2 separate regions of the Lactuca sativa genome follow, and region 2 is linked to region 1. A link is a contact called in public Hi-C data. All regions are on one chromosome and are shown on one strand. Each heading gives the region's core, a stretch centred on a gene start, on an enhancer-like site or on the middle of the called end of the contact. The rest is flanking DNA. Distances are from core to core; before and after follow the strand shown.

What was found. Hi-C and Micro-C count contacts between places; a contact is called where the count stands out from the background.
Region 2: a contact with region 1 is called in a Hi-C map of leaf, with 4 times the contacts expected there. The contact joins the promoter of LOC111903112 here to the promoter of LOC111903113 in region 1. A contact is called at or near these places in 2 of 4 Hi-C or Micro-C datasets (both in leaf).

Annotation. Positions count from the first base shown.
Region 1 is chr3:132,975,939-132,981,108 of Lsat_Salinas_v11, forward strand. LOC111903113 (heptahelical transmembrane protein 4) reads right to left here and starts at 2,356. Exons shown (of 4, transcript XM_023898901.3): 1 at 2,016-2,356; 2 at 1,563-1,813; 3 at 1,142-1,469; 4 at 1-134. The coding sequence starts at 1,810.
Region 2 is chr3:133,114,124-133,118,650 of Lsat_Salinas_v11, forward strand. It overlaps LOC111903112, which reads left to right and starts at 2,656. Exons shown (of 4, transcript XM_023898900.2): 1 at 2,656-3,030; 2 at 3,162-3,443; 3 at 3,521-3,657. The coding sequence starts at 3,194.

The DNA of each region.
Region 1 (5,170 bases), core at 1,106-3,605:
CAGAGGAGGTGGCACAGACTGCTTGATAGGAGGCAAAACATTGCTCCGCCTAAGAATGCGAAGAATGGCCATTTTGTGATTGGTCGTGTAATTAATGGCGCGATTATGTTTGCTACATCTTCTTTCATGCTTTGCTACAAAAAAATCGGGAAAGATTCAAGAAAATATTTTCGTTATTATGATTTAACTGTTTTTGTCACAGTTATTCTTTCAACAAACCCTGAGCTGGCTCACACTGTCTATGTAACCCAAGAAGACTGATGTGAGATGTAAATCAGATACATGGTGACAGGCATAAGAGTCTAATGTTCAGAAGAACAATTCACATTGGAATTGAAACTCTTGTGATTGCACCATTTAATGCATTAAAATGGTATAATAGTTGGTGAAAATAGTGATTCATTTCGGCTTATTGCACAATTTCTTGCTCTATATAAAAGTATATTACTAGTATTGTAATTGTAATATATATGTTGATTGTTAGTTTTTATTAGATTACTAATATTTTAATATGTCACTTATGTGTTCTATTTTGATATGTAATGTGTTTTAGATTATTTTGAAGTGTTAGTTTTTAAGTAAATTTGAAACATACAAATTAATTTTAATATGTATCTTAAACTAATATCAAGTAACAATCATTATACAAATAATAAACTAATAATACATAAAATTTAAAGCTCAAATATCAATGTGTGCAAAGGAAACTTTAATACCAAATTTGGTGTAAATGAATAGTACAACATCATCTCCAACACAACATCATTCTCTACACCAAATTTGGTGTGAAAGTTTCATGTGACATTTGTGGTCCTTCAAGTTCGAGTTTTATAAATATCTAGTTTATTTTAATTGTTTCAAATTTGAGTTTATATAATTCTAAGTTAATGTAATTTTATTGTTACACTATTCACCAAAACACCATTTTGGTATATGAAATGGTATTCGATTACAGCAACTTTGCACCCAAATTGTTGCAAAAAAAAGGATATGGAATCCAATTCACATCGGAATTGGAATTGAAACTCACATTGGAATCCCATATTCCGACTATTCAAGACTCTAATACCAACTTTGCTTATTACATAACGAGCATTTGTAAAGCAAAATTGAGACAAAAAGAAAGATAAGATAGACTTACAAGAACACAAATATCGGTGTGGTTGCTATGTGAGAATCGCTCAGGCAAACAATTTGTAAGAAGTTCGACAATATGCCAATTTGACATTAATGGCAGGAGGTCCGATGATGCATGAAATGAAGTCTTGATTTCATCTCGGAGTTTCTGCAAATCGGGCATATTGGGCATTGAAGGAATACAAGTTAAAAGGTCTTCACGAAGTTTATAAAGATCGGTTTTTCTCAATACATCTGGGAAATGTTTTAGGGTTGGGATATCGACTACATTTGGGATCATTTTCGCACTATAAATTGTTAGGGTTAGGAACAGGAAGAACCCAATCAAATGTCTGCAACAACAACAACAGCATATAAGGAATTGAATTTATCAAAAGATTGTTTAAAGGAATTGAAATTGAAGAAAGGGTATTGAATGTTCTTACGTCCAAACGTTAAGGGTTTCGTTGTGAAGGGTGAAGATGCTCAAGAAAATCTGCTTGAGAGGCCATTCAGCACGATAATGGCCTAATATGAATTCATTATCTTTCATATACGCAGGCAACGAGTGGTATTCAACCAGCTGATACTTCATCTTCTTCCATAATTTCTTCCCCTTTCCTTGTTCTTTCGTTATTGATACATCAACTCTTTGCTTGTTGTCACTCGATTCAGCGCCACCCCTTTTGCCCATTTTCTATCAAACAATCAATCGTTATGAATTAGTATAAACACATCCAAATTGAATTACGTAACTCGCTGCCTCAAATTCGAATTACAGCAACTTTTAATTGAATGTTCAAAGGGAAGAATCAAGATAGAAAGCCTTTAATTGAGAAGATGATAGTTACGTATACGTACACGCAAAGATGCTAAATCGGGTAATTAATCGAAATTACCTGCAATTGGAAAAAACCCAGATGGAGAAATCTTCAATAGAACATGAATGTTTGTGATTTTGGTATAAAAATCAGCTCGTTGAGTCAAGATTGAGTGTAATTGCGTTGTTTGGAGATTTTGTTGGTGGGGTAATGAGCAGAGAATATTTGCAGACGGATTGAACAAGGAAATTTGATTATGAATTCAAGGAAATCGGAAATGAATAAAAAATCTATCAACCGCCAAAATGAAATCGGATTAAAAAAAAAAAATTGAAGCAAGAAATGCTTCAAATGTGGACCATGAACATGGGGTGTCGACGTAATGCAATGGTGCCCTAGTTTTTTTGGAAGGAAATATATAAAAGAAAGATTTATACAGAAAAGATATGCGGAGATGCCTCGATTATTCCGTTTGATTTTTTTATATTTTCTCTTGATTTTAAAAAATATATTTATTTCTTGGTTTTTGCTTGAGAATGTTGACATTTTCTTGAATTTTGTAATCACCTTCCATGTTCAAACATTACAGAGACGTGTGTCTCAAAAATGACATTGAGAAATGTCATTTTTCACACCAACTTTTTTATTAATTAAACCCGTGATCTTTATTTTTCGTTCTAGTTAAATTAAATACTATCTTTTAAAAGTTATGCAACTAGACAACAAGTTTATAGGTATATTCGAAAAAAATAGTGGAACCAAATAGCTACAAGATTTATAAGTTTTATTTAAGAAAATCTTTAGAAAAGTTCTAATATTTTAGTCTAATTTATAGAAAAGTCACAAAATAAAATTTGTTTATGAAGAAACATGAATTACCGATAAAAATAACGATTTGACCCATTTTTCCGGTTTATCGGTTTCATTACTTACACGGTTCTATTAAAGTCTTATGATTTTATCATAATTTACGAATAAGTTACAAACTAAAATCAAGTGATAATTTGACATTTTTCTTCCTATTATCGTTTTCATTGTTGACTTTGACGTCTAGTTATTAAATAAGCTGATGGATGGATATGTTGGGTTATATAATATTATGTCTACTGTAAAACTTAATATCATGATGTATTATATAATTTTTGGAATATATGATACTTCCGACGAAGACTGCAATAATTATTAATTACATAAACTAGAAACAACTTCGTCAGTTTAAATTTTATAAGAAATTTCAAATTGTCTATCTAATCTTATATAACTCAGTATATTCATTTTATCAGTTCATTTCAAGCCATTTTTCCTAGAAACATACATTTTACCGATTTTATTACTGATATAGATACATAATCATAAATGATCTGATGAGATTGATATCAAATTTTACGATAAACATAGCATTATATAACCCGTCATATCAATCTTATCAGCTCATTTAATGACTAGGCATCTAGGTCAGCAATGAAACTGGTAAAATGTTATGTTACACTGAGAAGATGGTCAACTCATCACCTAATTTTAGTTTGAGACTTATTCGTAAATTATGGTAAAATAATGAGATTTTAATGGAGTCAAACAGGTAATGAAACCGGGAAACCAGGACAAAAGAGTCAAATCGTCATTTTTACCGGTAATTCATGCTTTTTCTTAAGCAAATTTTAGTTTGAGACTTTTTCATAAATTATGCTAAAATATTATGAATTTTCTGAAGATTTTCCCATTTATTTATATAAGAGTGTTCAACGCAAGTAGCTCGAAGAGTTTGAAATATGTAAAATTACATAAAAATGGCATATGGATATAAACTAAAACTGAAATATAATTATGATAAATTAATTTTTCTAAACTATACTTAAGTTAAAAATAATACAAGTTTTAATGCTAAATGCAACATTTAAGCTTCTCAATTGGCATGTCATGACTAGCTTATTTTTTTAAATTTTTTAAAGTTTCATGACAAGTCCAAAGTAGTTTATAAGTTGGTTTTTTCAAAAATTACAACTAGTTTTTTAGGAGTTTTTTAAAATTTACAAATATACCCCTATTTAATTATAAAAAACATATTATTCTAAATGTCTTTTTGTGTCATTTTATATCTTCCAGCTAGCTTATCATGTAGTTTTTACCAGACGTTATTTTTATTATCTAACTTATAAGTGATGGGTTTTCTAGATTAGTTCAATGTATTTGCGGAATTTCACATAACTAACTTATGGGCACATGCAATACTAGAAAATTCTATGGTTTTTCTTATAATGGCAACATACTTTGAAACTTCTAAATAAAATAGCTAAAATCGAAAATCACAAATGTTAAAACCACATACCTTGTTGTTATTATCGTAAATAGCAATGTACTTTGAAGAACCCTTCTTGGAATGCTAGCCCTAATAGTGTGGAAGCCTCTAATGAATCACACCCAAACCCTAGGAAAATCCTAGGATCGAAATAAGAGAGGGGAGAGAGGGATTTTTTGAAATTTCTTATGTTTGTGCAAGGTTCTTGGGTCTTATGGAGGTCCCTATTTATAGTTGTAGGAAGCTCTGATTTGAATTTAAGATATTAATAAAATATTCCTAATCCTTATCAGATTCCTTATCAACCAAGGGAGCTTCCAAACCCTTCCAAGAGGGCTCCAAAATCGTCCCCTCCTAAGAAGGTTCTAGAATATTCCATTGTTCAACTTTTGAACAATTGCACCCTAACCCTTAGACCCATTGATTAATTTTATCTAATCCATAAAATTAATTAAATTAACTTGGATTAATTCTTAATGAATTACTTATATTTTTAATTAATATATTAATCCAATAATATACTAACAAATTATTTATCTCTCTCTTATTACCAATCCATGACATTTCCCAGTTATGAGGTCACCCCAAAAAAGATTTTACTGTTATTCAACCAATTATATCAATTTAGTTAAGACCTTAGACACCCAAATCCAACAATAAGCTAGCCTAGTTTTCTAACTAATACGCCAAACATAACCTTAGACTAACTTTTCATGAGTTTCTTTTTAATTTAATAAATATACCCTTGATTAATTATAAAAAATATTCTTTTAAATGTCATTTTATATATTTCTGCTAACTTATCAGCTAGTTTTATCAGACGTCATTTTGTCAGTTGGTTTCTCAGCTATCAGCTCACTTTTCATATGATTGTAACGTCCTAACAATATGATCTAAAATTTTAATTTTAATTTAAATAAAAAGATATTCCAAAAAC
Region 2 (4,527 bases), core at 1,406-3,905, 140 kb after region 1:
TTCAGACCTTTAATTAACACATTAAGAATTAAAGGCTAAACAGACTCCCCGAGGTGTATTGTACATTTAATACTACCTGGAGTCTGCATTTTTATTTCATTCAGCCGGCAGTGACACTGCTGGGGTAAAACATTATTTTCCTATTTACTTTACATGAATGAAGTCTAAAACTATATTTTTGTAACTGCTAGTCTCATTGGGAAAACTTTTACACACTCAAAGGATCAAACTTACAAATAACCAAGTCTTGGTAGAAGACTGCTTTTACTGGAAAATATAGGATTTTCTAGGGATCACACTATTTTCAAACTTTGATAACAACTTTTATATTACATGATTGTAAACACTTTTATACAAGCAATGACACTAAATACTTATGAACTCACCAGCTTTATGCTGATACTCGTTTTCAAAATAACTTGTATTCTCGGGTCATCAGTAGACAGGTACAGATGCAACTTTTGATAAGATGGAGCACATACAAGACTCCATTTTATTTTGATTATACTTTTGGTGTCTAACAAACTGTACAGAACACGCTTGTATTACAATTATTATATTAATGCAATGGATGTTGTTGCTTGTTTTTACTACTATGCATTGTTATGATACTGTACATGACATCCTCCACCCCAAAACGTATTTTGCCGTTCTCGGTTTTGGGGTGTGATAGATTCATCTAATGACATCAATCCATGAAGTGAAAATTTGAAAATTGGCCAATCCAAAATCCATCAACTATGAATACATATGAATTCGCTTTTTCAACTAAGGTAATTCTATCTCATGAATGTCGCCAACCTTCACATTAGTCATACTTTACAACCACTCCCATAGAATTTCGAAAAATCCATGGGTCATTCCATGGAATAGACATGCTAATCCATAACACACCGATGCTTGATGAAATATAATTGTACTCGTATATCAAATTATATTTGAAAAACACTATTGTTTATGACTCCAATATCTAAATACAAAAACCTTTTAAACAAATGATATCAACTTCTAAAAGTTATTAGTTATAATACCACCAACAATCTTATTCTGAGTGAAGAAAACAATATTATTATGAGTGAAGAAAGACATGGTTTTAGGTCACATATTAGTGTATTAATTTGAGTGAAATTTTAGGAACAACTAACTTCTTTTGATTCGATTTACCATGAATATCAAGAATGAAGATGTGTTGGATTTATTAAAAAATGTTCCTTAGATGCATGTATTTCAAGTAAACATAAATATATCTCCAAATATATTTAATGTCCTAATAACACTCTATTTTCTTAAAACATCAACATATCCCTTCCAAGTGGTTTCTAAAACTAGATATGAAAGTTATGAAGTATCTTTTGACACATATTATTAGAATGGTTACATTTCTCTTCTTAAGATTGATTTCATTCTATATGTTGTTTCATACTATATGAGAAAACAACCGAATGAAACATCGAAAACTATCTCAACTTTACTGAGGTTTGCATTAATATCACAACTTTCTACTTGATCTCACTAATCTGATCTCCATAAACTAAATGTTATCACTTATATCAGAACTTAATAACACTCTCCAAACCAAGATATATTAATATTCAATAAAAACGCTTTAACCATATTGAATATTAGACCAAGTACATAACATATCATTTGTGGTAGACTGATGAAAAATAATGGTCTATCGAATCATGTAACTTATCAGATGTGGTACACACATGCCGTTTACATCGGTGCGAATTTATAAAATTCAAATCATGTATCTTGAACTATTTCCGAAACCCAATGTCGAACATGCTTATTCTATCTATGTCTATCTACCATAGACTCTAATTCTAGCATTGTATTTCCCAATCTTATCACAATAGTATGTATCTAAAACTCATGTTGACATTATGCATAACTTAAGAAACACCAACTACATATAACTAATGTGTTTGTCGCATATTAGATGTGGGCAACTAACTATGTTTCCACTAGCTCTACTGAAAACCTACAATCCTTATTTTATCAGTAAGAGCAACTTACTTGATCTTCCAAATAAGAGAAGAATCATATTTACATGTCTGCTTTCGATGAAACCTACATACATCAGTAGGATATCTATGCTTCTTGAGTATTTTTGTGATATCTCTGCTTTTTGAGTATTTTGATGCAGTAGTGAATCGTCTCTCTTTAGGTAACCTTCAAAATGCTTTATAAAGAAGTCACTAAACCGGTTAGAATCGGTTCAAAACTGTTTTGAAAAAAAACTTATGTTTTTGTCAGTATTATGTATTTTACTGAACTTAGTTTAGTGTTATAATTTATAGAAATTTTCATGGTTGATTAAAAATAGATCAATAAGCAAAAGTCACGACTTTGCCACGATGCAACAATGTTTTGAACCCAAAAATGTCCTAAATGCTAGAAAAAGATGTCTTGAGACGACTCTAAAACCTTATATCAACAACAAATTGAAAAAATAGTTAGATGAAAAATAAATATTTTTACTATATAAAAATCGAATTTTTTATTTTTTGAGTTTTGAAAACCATTTTCTAAACCGGGTTTTCTAACCAGGTCCAATAGTAAAACCCTCCATTCTGCCCGGCCCGGCCCATTACTGCTGCAGTACAATTAATAAGCCTCCATAACCCCACAACAATCTCCATTCCATCAAGCATCATCTCCATTTGCGTACTAACATCACCCTAAACTCCATTGATGAGAGCACAGATCGAGTTGCAGATTATGAGCGAGACATGTATGAAGATAATAGAGTCGTACTCCTGTTAATAGTAAATTTTGCTTTCCCGAATTTCAATTAGTTGACCGCCATTGCCATACTAGCCCATAGCTACTACCTATTTTCCTTTCTTCGTCAATCACATCACCACTGGAATCTAAAATCTCCACACTCGTAACTCGTATCTTACTCCAAATACTCATCGATCAATGTGAATACTTCGTCACTCGTCAGTAACTCAGTATACATCTCCTCCATTTACTTCCCTGAAGCTTTGTACGAAGAGATTTTCAACAGTTTTTTCACAGGTACGTACGTACATCCCTAAATATTCATCATATCTCTGCATCCTTCATATTCTCTCGATCATTTATAAATCATCATATACAGAATAACAGAAACAGAAGTTCCTTATCAAATTTGTATTTCTGATTGGCAGATTTTGATTAAGCGAGTGAGTAGCTGGATCTGATGGGGAATTGTCAAGCGGCGGAGGCGGCGACGGTGGTGATTGTGCATCCTGGATACAAAATCGAGAGGATTTACTGGTCGATCAGTGCTCGTGAAGTCATGAACTCGAATCCACGTCATTACGTCGCACAAGTCCTTAGGTCGCCGGTAGTGAGATCGGATAAAGGATTGCCGGTGAAGCAACTCAAACTTCTCCGGCCAGATGATACTTTGCTTATCGGCCAAGTTTACCGACTCATTAGCTACGAAGGTAACCATTAACCTGTTATTTAACCTAAATTCCCTTTCATTCTCAAATCAATTCACAAGTCTCCACCATTTTTGTAGATGTATTGAAAGAATTTGCAGCTAAAAAATGCATGAAACTGGGGAAGTTATTGATGGAAAGAGGAGTGATTGAGCCAGGGAAGAAGAAGGACAACGCCGATACTATTTCTCCGGTGCCGATTACCAATTCCGTCAAGGTAATCAATCAATCGATCTTCAAATCATATCATTTACACGTCGAATTTGTGTTAGTTTCATGATGAAAACTGCGAGTTGTTACCTTTCTGGGCCCAATGATATTGAGATTTGTGACATTCGTATCTGTGTGGTCCATGTCCTTTTGATTCTGTAAAGGGCCAATGAATCTTTCCAAATTTACAAACTCTTCAAACGATCCCTCGCTTCCATTAACACTACCTACACTTTTTCCTTTAAATACCCATGAAAACAACGTCATCCTTCGAAAGTTTTGTATAAGATCAAGTCGTTAAAAAAGATTTTTTTAGTTCATTTTCCATTTATTACTTTCTGATTTATTGCCAAATTCATGCGTCAAAATTTACGATTTTCAAGTTTCAACAGATTTTTTTGCTTACATTTTTTTATTTAAAATATCTACTTTGATAATCAAATGTCTTTTTAACATAACATTTCGAAAAAAACATAATTCATTAGATAGATAGAATAGCCATTATTGGGTTCACTAGGATTTGTCACAATTTTGAATTATTATTCGATTTATAATAAAAAAATAATAATTATTGAGTAGTTTATTGTTTTTGTTCTATATAATATTTCGAAATGATAAACCAAAACTAAACTCCGTTGCTTAAAAACCAAACTAAACTTGTCAACTCAATTTGATTTTGGTTTTTTCAATGAATCTTTTTTTTAATGAATAAAATAATAAAAATAAGCTGTTAACACGTCATCCTCAGTTTCTTAATAAAAAAAACTGGAGTGCTGAGCTGAAAAGGCAGAATAAAAAACAGGAGTCACTGATAAAATTAAAGAGTAATTTATACTTTTGTTCCTCGAATATAAATGAGTTTTGTAATTTAATTGAA